Regions from separate parts of the Mus musculus genome. Here all the other regions are linked to region 2. Evidence: chromatin contacts called from public HiChIP or PLAC-seq data. All regions are on one chromosome and are shown on one strand. Each heading gives the region's core, a stretch centred on a gene start, on an enhancer-like site or on the middle of the called end of the contact. The rest is flanking DNA. Distances are from core to core; before and after follow the strand shown.

What was found. HiChIP or PLAC-seq counts read pairs in DNA pulled down with a chosen protein or histone mark.
Region 1: an HNF4G HiChIP or PLAC-seq map of pancreatic cancer cells shows a contact between it and region 2. The contact joins two enhancer-like sites. A contact is called at or near these places in 3 of 115 datasets of contacts at active chromatin or transcription factors (bone marrow-derived macrophages, microglia and pancreatic cancer cells) and 1 of 9 other capture datasets (embryonic stem cells).
Region 3: an H3K4me3 HiChIP or PLAC-seq map of bone marrow-derived macrophages shows a contact between it and region 2, with 4 times the contacts expected there. The contact joins two enhancer-like sites. A contact is called at or near these places in 1 of 484 Hi-C or Micro-C datasets (nephron progenitors) and 6 of 115 datasets of contacts at active chromatin or transcription factors (T-cell acute lymphoblastic leukemia, bone marrow-derived macrophages, embryonic brain and 2 more).

The regions. Positions count from the first base shown.
Region 1 is chr8:125,594,390-125,597,089 of GRCm38.p6, reverse strand. All of the region lies in intron 2 of 4930567H12Rik (RIKEN cDNA 4930567H12 gene), which reads right to left. Among named protein-coding and RNA genes, the nearest start is that of 4930567H12Rik, 11 kb to the right of the region's middle. Within about 2 kb of position 1,304, at least 38 of the 459 cell types and tissues checked have an H3K27ac peak or open chromatin away from gene starts, as enhancers often do. A contact at or near this core is called in bone marrow-derived macrophages and pancreatic cancer cells, where this site is marked.
Region 2 is chr8:125,409,337-125,412,036 of GRCm38.p6, reverse strand. No RefSeq gene overlaps it. Among named protein-coding and RNA genes, the nearest start is that of Gm30713, 25 kb to the right of the region's middle. Within about 2 kb of position 1,281, at least 36 of the 459 cell types and tissues checked have an H3K27ac peak or open chromatin away from gene starts, as enhancers often do. A contact at or near this core is called in bone marrow-derived macrophages and pancreatic cancer cells, where this site is marked.
Region 3 is chr8:125,542,030-125,544,729 of GRCm38.p6, reverse strand. The region is part of intron 1 of Sipa1l2 (signal-induced proliferation-associated 1 like 2); the gene reads left to right. Among named protein-coding and RNA genes, the nearest start is that of Gm51602, 13 kb to the left of the region's middle. Within about 2 kb of position 1,364, at least 32 of the 459 cell types and tissues checked have an H3K27ac peak or open chromatin away from gene starts, as enhancers often do. A contact at or near this core is called in bone marrow-derived macrophages, where this site is marked.

The DNA.
Region 1 (2,700 bases), core at 55-2,554, 190 kb before region 2:
ATTCCTGTAAACACTTTCAAACTGGCTCGTGTGTGAACACTCCGTTCCCCAGCCTATCTCAGGAGGTTGTCGGCCTTAGGGAGATGAAGTCTCATGGGAGGGAGTGGCCCACTGGGGGTGTGGATGATTGGTTTTGGTGGCCTCATTCTAAATCTCAAGGATAGGTGACCATGGACCTCCCACTTCTGCTGCCATAAGTCTACCATCATGACCAGCCCCTTGGCCTGTGAAGGAAAGATGCTTTCTCCCTGGAGCTAGTCTGTTACATTTTCTGGTCTTGGCTACAAAAGAAGTAACTTGTGTAAGCCACAAGGAGATCATGCTGAGAAATAGGAGGAGGAGCAAAACAAGATGGGTTTCACCTTTAAAAAGAAAAACAACCCCACGAGAAGGCCATGCCTGCAATTGTCGTCAGTAACTCCAGCCTGGGAAACAGAGCCTGCCATGGTTTGGCAAAGATTCTGGATCTCTGAGAGAATCAATCAATACCTTGGCCGGACTCCTGAGAAACTATACAGAGGTAATTCAAAAATGATGAGCAATTGAAAAAATAACTTCTAGATACAAAATATAAAAATAGTTTGAGGCAACTTTCATTTCCTCTCCTTCCACTGAAGGTCACTCCTCCTTGCTCAGGGATGAGTCCCAAATTGTATTATCCTGTTAATTCCGTGTTCTCAGTGGTGACACACAAAGTCTCCCACAGAGGCCAAGGAGGCGGAGGGCACGAGTGGGCAGCTCCTTTATGAGTTCTTTTCCTGTTCGCTTTCTTCCTCTTTCATGTCTCCCCCGCCCACTTTTCCCCCAGCTTCAGCCTTTATTTATAAATCACCAGAACATCTGGCCAATTTACTTAATATCCAGATGTTTGGGCCTGCTTCACATTGCCTTTTTTAAGCTTTGTAGGTAAATATAGCCTAAGCGAAAGTGAGTGAAGGTTGCCAGCTGCTGGAAATGGAACTAACTAGCAATCAGGAGCCAACATCTGCTCCTCGTTTCTCCATGGCTTCCTGGCTCAATCAAAAAGAATACGTGTAATCTTTGAAGAAATTCCTGGAGAAGTTTTTTTCTTTTTTCTTTTTTTAAATCACTGGAGAATCTTCACCTTACTGATATGAGAAATGGTCGGAGTAGATTCACACATTTGCTATGAGAATCCCATTAGGGTGAGAGCCGTGATCCAAAAACCGCTCAAAACCGTTTGTCTCTCAGCCTCGTCATCTGTGTTCCTTCTCCAGCTGCACCCCAGCATGCCCCTGATAAGCATGGTTAATTACCTTGGTCCGGTGCCATCCTGCGGGAGCCATAGACTAATGACTCACAGTCCTACTGGGCTGTAAATCAAAGCTTTAGTCCAGCCTGTGGGGCCACATTGCAATGAAGTCTATGGTGATTTGAGTCCTTGGCCACATAGCCCTGAGTCAGTCAGGCGACATGGGAAAGGTCCAAACCTTCCTTATGGTTTGGATGTGATAGCCAAGACGGAAATATGTTTTACTCAACCAGTCACTAGTCAGAGCATCCTTCCTATAGGTGATGGGTTATTTTTGCTATTCTCGTCTTGATTTTATTTTGAGTGGTTTATTTATCAGTTGTTCACTCATTCATTCTGTTACGGGTGTGAAGATGATCACACACTACAGAAACCACCTACTCTGTTGTTATTATTTAAACAAACAAACAAACAAACAAGCCAGGATCTTATGTAGTCCAGGCTGGTCTTAAACCCACTGTGCAGCTGAGGCTCGCTTTGAACTCCACATCTTCCTGCCTCTGCCTCCTAAGTTCTAGGAATACAGGTGTGTGGCACAAGGCTCAGCATAGTGTGAGGGACCAGATCTTTTGGGTTCAGACTCCTGCTAAGGTTGAACTCGAGTTAACTAACAGGGCAGCAGTACCTAGCACCAGTTTCCAGGTTACCCACCAACAAACCTGCACCTCCAGGTTACGAGCCTGCCCCTGACACTACTTTCTGACAATCACCAATCAGGAGGAAAACAGAAGTTAAGTTTATGGTTTGGCTCCCAGCACCAGCCAAATATGTTAAAGGCCACAATGCCCCCCCTCCCCCATCAGGCTAGATACCCTCTTCTTGCCTCTATAAATGCTTGCCTGAAACTGAGCTCAGGTTGCAACTCCTATTCTGCTGCATCAGAGTCTGTGCCTTGGTGGTCTTTCTGGGTTTGTGAACAGGCACAAGTGTCAGTCTTAGAAACACATAGAAGCCCAAATAACATGGGAAAAGACCACAAAATTCACCATCTTACAGCTGCTGACGAATAACATAAAATGAAGAGCTTCATTTCATCTTTTTGACCATCACCTACATTGGACCATTTCTGAACTATACAAACGACAACCCAATATCTCTTGGTTTGCTACAACCACACAGGACATTTTACTTGCTTCCTGTAGGCACACAGGTAGAGGTCAGAGGACAACTTGCCAGGGTTGTTTCTCTCTCTTTCCCAAGTGGGTTCAGGGGACTGAACTCAGGTCATCAGGCTTGCTGGCTGACGCCATTACACAGTGGGCATCTTGCTGGACCCTCATCACCACTGGAAGTTTTCGTCAATATAATTAACTTCACAGAGCACAAGTGTTTTCATGCATCCATGTAGTGCGTTTGGTTCCTGTTCTTCACCATTCCCCCCTCTTACAGGTCCCATGGGGTCTTTTCCTCCTGCCAAATAATTCCAT
Region 2 (2,700 bases), core at 32-2,531:
CATGGCCATGTCATCATTTCAGAGATGCTGGGGCCACCACCCCCATCCTGTTTGATCCTGAGAGGGAAGCATGGCTCAGCCCTGAACACAGCTGACAGCCAGCAAGGAGGCAGGTGGGGTCTGTGCTATGGGTGGACATTGGGTCAGAGCCATCCTACCTACAACCTCTTGGAACTTCCTGCACTTGAACATCTACTGGTACAAACAGCTGGTGTCTCATGCAGAGTAATAAGACACCAATTAACTGTGTGTCCCTGCAGAACCTCTGGGCTCCTGTGAGTCCTTGCTCATGTGTGAGTCCTGGGAGGTGTCCACAGGAGCCTTGAGTGCCAAGAACATGGGAGGATTAAATGCGTACTTCATTTGGGCAGGGCCACATTGGCCAGAAGGGAACGTAGACTGCTCCTGTGTCCCTGGCTACTCATTCTATTGTTGGCCCTTGAGCTTGACCACTCGTGGCTTCCCTTTGCTGGCCTTTGCCTGGCTGAGGTGAATTTGGAGTTAGAGCCTCAACAGAAGAAGTCTGAGGAAGATCATGTGACCATCAGCCCAACTCTTTGCCTTTTGCAAGGTGGGTGGCCTCTCTGAGGAGCAGAGTGACCACAGCTGGGTGCCTTAAGGCATGAAGCTCTCAATTCAAAGTTAGCACGAGGAGTACATTTGCTTTCTCAGCAGACCTGGATAAAGTTCTGCTGTGTGGATTCTTTGTCTTGTAGAAAGACATCTCTGGGAAGAGAGTTCTCGATCAGTACTTAAGCTCTGAGGAAGCTGAGTTCCATACTCCTGGTCTCTAACGGGCCCAGACCCCCACACCATAGCTCCCGCTTTCTATCTTTCTCAGCTCACCGCTGACTCCATTTCAGTAGGGGATGAACCCTTCCTATGGTGTAGACACTGTTCCCTGAGCTGGGGCACCATGCAACGGGTCTCTCAGGAGGTAGCAGCATGGAAGGACCACCTTATCAAGGGAGGGACCAGGCTACAGCAGGGAGTATGCAGGGCCATAGAACTAGGTCCAGCCTACTGCTTCTCTGCTCTCCCTGGCTCCTACTTCCTGCTCCATGGCTGAGAAGCAGAAGAATCAGGGCCACTGCCAGGAAGAGCCGCCTGAGAGCCAGGGTTCGTGAGAACAGAACTCCATATTAACTGTGTAAACACACTTGGATCTCGTGCCCCAGACCACAGGGACTGTGCATTGATGTTTCTCTTTTAAAACCAGCAAGGCCCATGTTTGCATAGTGGTGCTCGGGCACATGGCAGGGCAGATGGCTGTGAGTCATTGTCGTGGGGATGGTGAGTGGCCTCAGCAGCCACCAGCACCCTTGGGACCAGACTGTTCCTTTAAGCTAGTGTATTAGTTATTTTCTTGTCAGGATGACCAAACTCCTTACAGGAAGTAACTTAAGGGAAGAAAGGCTTATTTTCAGATCAAGGATTCAGAGAGTTATCTGGTCATCCATTTTGGAGGGAATGGCACCGTAGAAGCCGGATGCAGCAGGTCACCCTGTGTCTGGGGTCCGGAAACATGACAGACAGGAGCAAAGCTGAACTCTCAGACCAAAATGCTTCATTCTCCCACAGAGTTCTATAACCGTCCCCAAACAGAACACTGTCTAGAGACCAAGTGTACTGGCTGGTTTTGTGTGTCAACTTGACACAAGCTGGAGTTATCACAGATAAAGGAGCCTCCCTCGAGGAAATGCCTCCATGAGATCCAGCTGTAAGGCATTTTCTCAATTAGTGATCAAGGGGGGAGGGCCCAGCCCGTTGTGGGTGGTGCCATCCCTGAGCTGGTGGTCCTGGGTTCTATAAGAAAGCAAGCTGAGCAAGCCAGGAGAAGCAAGCCAGTAAGTAACATCCCTCCATGGCCTCTGCATCAGCTCCTGCTCCCTGACCTGCTTGGGTTCTAGTCCTGACTTCTTTTGGTGATGAACAGCAATGTAGAAGTGTAAGCCGAATAAACCCTTTCCTCCCCAACTTGCTTCTTGGCCTTGATGTTTGTGCGGGAATAGAATCCCTGACTAAGACACCAAGTGTTCCAACATACAAACCTGAGGCACACTTAAACCAAACTGAGTGCCTGGCCCAGCACTCCTGGGCAGTTGGGACCTGCAGCCTCTGCTCTGCCTTAGTGACACAGGGCCAGGTGGAAGGATGGCAGACTATGTGGCCTGTTCTCCCTCTGCTCCTAGAAAGTCAGGGCTGGATGACCTGCTGGCTCAGCCTAGACAGAGCAACAGTCACTTCACCTCCAGCATGCTCCTATCGTTCAATGCATTTAACCCCATAAAGAGCTGCTATGGCTGACCATCTGTGAGGAGTCCTTAGTAACAGGTGCTGGCTGGCGGTCAGGTGATCACTGAATTAGTTCCTTAATGCAGACAAACTTGAGAGAAAGAGAAAGTAACAGCTTTATCCCTCAGGACCGGAAAGAGCTTGGGTATTTTATACCCTTAGCCTTTCCGCATTAGATCTTTTAGATACCTGCCTCTCTATCTTCCCCACAATGTCTTCTGGGATCAGGAAGCTACCACAGGGAACCATGTTTCTTGTCTACCTGCCCCTCCCCCAGCTCCCCTTCACCTTGATGGCTCCCCCTGTGTATGCCAGCATCCTGCTTCTGGGTCAACACAGCTGCTCTCATTCATAGTGAGCAGACCCAGGGACATTCCTGCCCACAGGGCCAGTCAGCAGTCTCTG
Region 3 (2,700 bases), core at 115-2,614, 130 kb before region 2:
AGTATCATAGGTCCTGAATCCCAGAGCACTGGAAGCTCCCTCTTCTATCGCTCTGTGTGTGTGTGTGTGTGTGTGTGTGTGTGACTGTGCGTGTGAGACTGTGCACGTATGTGCAGGGGTGGAGGTGGGGGGTAGGGTGGTGATTTTGCCTTCAGGAGATCCTCCTACCTGAAACAAGCCAAGTGAATGTTTTTAGAGTGTTAGTCTCTGAGCTTACCATCTCCAACCCTCCCACCCTGCGCCTGTGCTGTGATTGCTTTGGGGTCACCCCCTGTTCCATATGTCATCCATAAACTCACTAGCGCCCCAGGGTGGACCTTGGTGTACTTGTACTTTGATTGACACTGGAGTCCTATAAAGAGGGTGTGGGTGTGGACGCACGCCTTTAATCCCAGCACTCGGGAGGCAGAGGCAGGCGGATTTCTGAGTTCGAGGCCAGCCTGGTCTACAAAGTGAGTTCCAGGACAGCCAGGGCTATACAGAGAAACCGTGCCTTGAAAAAACAATAAATAAATAAATAAATAAATAAATAAATAAAATTTAAAAAAAATTAGGCTTGGTACAGGACGTGGTAATGCACACCTTTAATCCTCTAACTTGAGAGGTGGAAGCATGTGTATCTGAATTTGAGGCTAGCCTGGTCTGCATAGAACATTGCAGCTGACCAGGGCTACATTTTGAGATCCTGTCTCAAAACAGAACCCCACAAAACCAGGCATATTACTTTCCTACTCTCTTAGGGAAGGTAACTATAAAAGTTGATCCTATAATTGTTTTCAAATTCTGCTTAATATAGCACAAGAATGCAAAGAGACGACTGTTGCTGATTACCTTACGGTAACTGTCCGTGCTGTCCATGTGACTGTGTTACTTCTCCTTCCCAGGGCACAGGTTTGTGCCCAGCGTCTGGAGAGCTCTGCATATGTGCGAGCAGACCCAGCAGTTTTTTGTTTTTCTGCTCACTGAGGTACTGCCCTGCAGTTTAGCATCTGATAAGTCTGAAGCGGGCTCCAGGGGAAGGGTTTCTTATCTAGCATAGGAAGATAAGTGCTTGGCTGGTGGCTCGTTGAATGTTCTTGGGCATGCACCTTTGCAGAACAGGGCAGGATTGCCCAGCAGTGGGCCTCCAGCTTGTGATGTCTGGCAGAAATCCTGGTAGTGGAAGACCCAGGCCCTGCTGCTGGCAGAACTGTATTTGGCACAGCTCTGGCCAGTGCTGTGGGGAGACAGGGTACAAGGATGGTCTCCAGGTTCTGGGGAACTCTGCCCTGTGTGCAGAACCAACCAGGCAGCTTCCCCTGATGAGCACATGGAGTTGTACGCCACAGGCTGTGGGTTTCCTCAGATACTTGGGACGGTATACAGAACATAGTGCAACTTCCCCAGATGCTAAAAATGTTCCGCTCGCAGTTCTTACAGGTGGGGCTTGTCAGCACCGTGCAGCCTCGGGTCTCCTGCCTGGGTGGTGAGCCTGATAGGGCATAGGGATGCAGGTAAGGGAGGTGCAGGGCATAGGGGTGCAGGTACGGGAGGTGCTAGTGGATCATGCTCCGTGGTTGGTCCGACTGAGCCCATAACAGCACAGGCTCGGAGACAGGGTGGGAGTGGGGGTGCAGCTACAGAATCTGCTGTGAGACTGTAGCCATTCTAGTGGAACAGTCAGCTTGCTAACAAGTTGTCAGCTGTAATGTGTGACACCGCTCCTCTCCCCCCCCCCCAGCCACTGCTGTTAATTTACACAGTGTATAATCTGAGTCTGAAACCCCCTTCTGCTGCACCCCAGGGCTTAAAGCACATTCCTAATGTCCTGTTTCTGAGCAGAATCAATTTTTTTTTTTTTTTTGTTAAGGGAAGAAATGTGATCAGAGCTGGTGGATTTTGGGTCATCAAGGAAATTGCACAATAAAGCAAGTACAGAGTTAAATTTAAACAGACAGGCTTCGCTTTATGGCGTTGGAAGGTCTTTTCTTGGGGGTGGCTAGTCTCTAGCCAGACAGTAGCCTGGTTCTGTAGACGGTCTTAGGAGTGCTCAGGATAATTCTAGGTCAGACAGACTTGCAGTGGAGTTGTCCTGTGGCCTGGGCCAGCTCTGCCTGGTTTACTTGTCCCTTCACAGGTTAAACTCCTAGCTCCCCGAGATGATGGTTTTAGGAGGTGGCTCCTTAGACAAAGGTGGGGCATGAGGGGTGAGTCCTGGGCATGGGATTAGTAACCTATGAAGGAGATCTCTTCTACCTCAGGCCTTGGAAACAGCATGTATCTTTCATGACCCAGAAAGTGGGTACCCCCACCCTCTGCCTCTGGCTTTGTCCTTAGACTTCCAGCCTCCAGCACGGGCTATCTCATGCTACTGTTACAGCAACTGGGCTGTCTCATGTTGTTGTTACAGCAACTGGACTAGACTGAGATTTCATATCACACTTATGTGTTTATTATGCAGCACGCATGCCTTAAAGGACTCCAGGGGTCTCCAAGATGGCTGCAAGCTGTGCTTTAAAGGAGTGCCACACACAGCGACAGTGTGAGCCATCTGTTGTGGACACCCTGTGGTCAAGGTTTCATGGAGGGCACAGAGGTTGCCCATGCTTTCAGAGGTCAAGGCATAGTGTTAGCTAGCATTCTGTGTGACTTTGTTCAAGGCTCCATTTTCCCTGTACAGTCCACACTAGCCTCTCCTGCTGGACCATGCAAAGCAGTGTC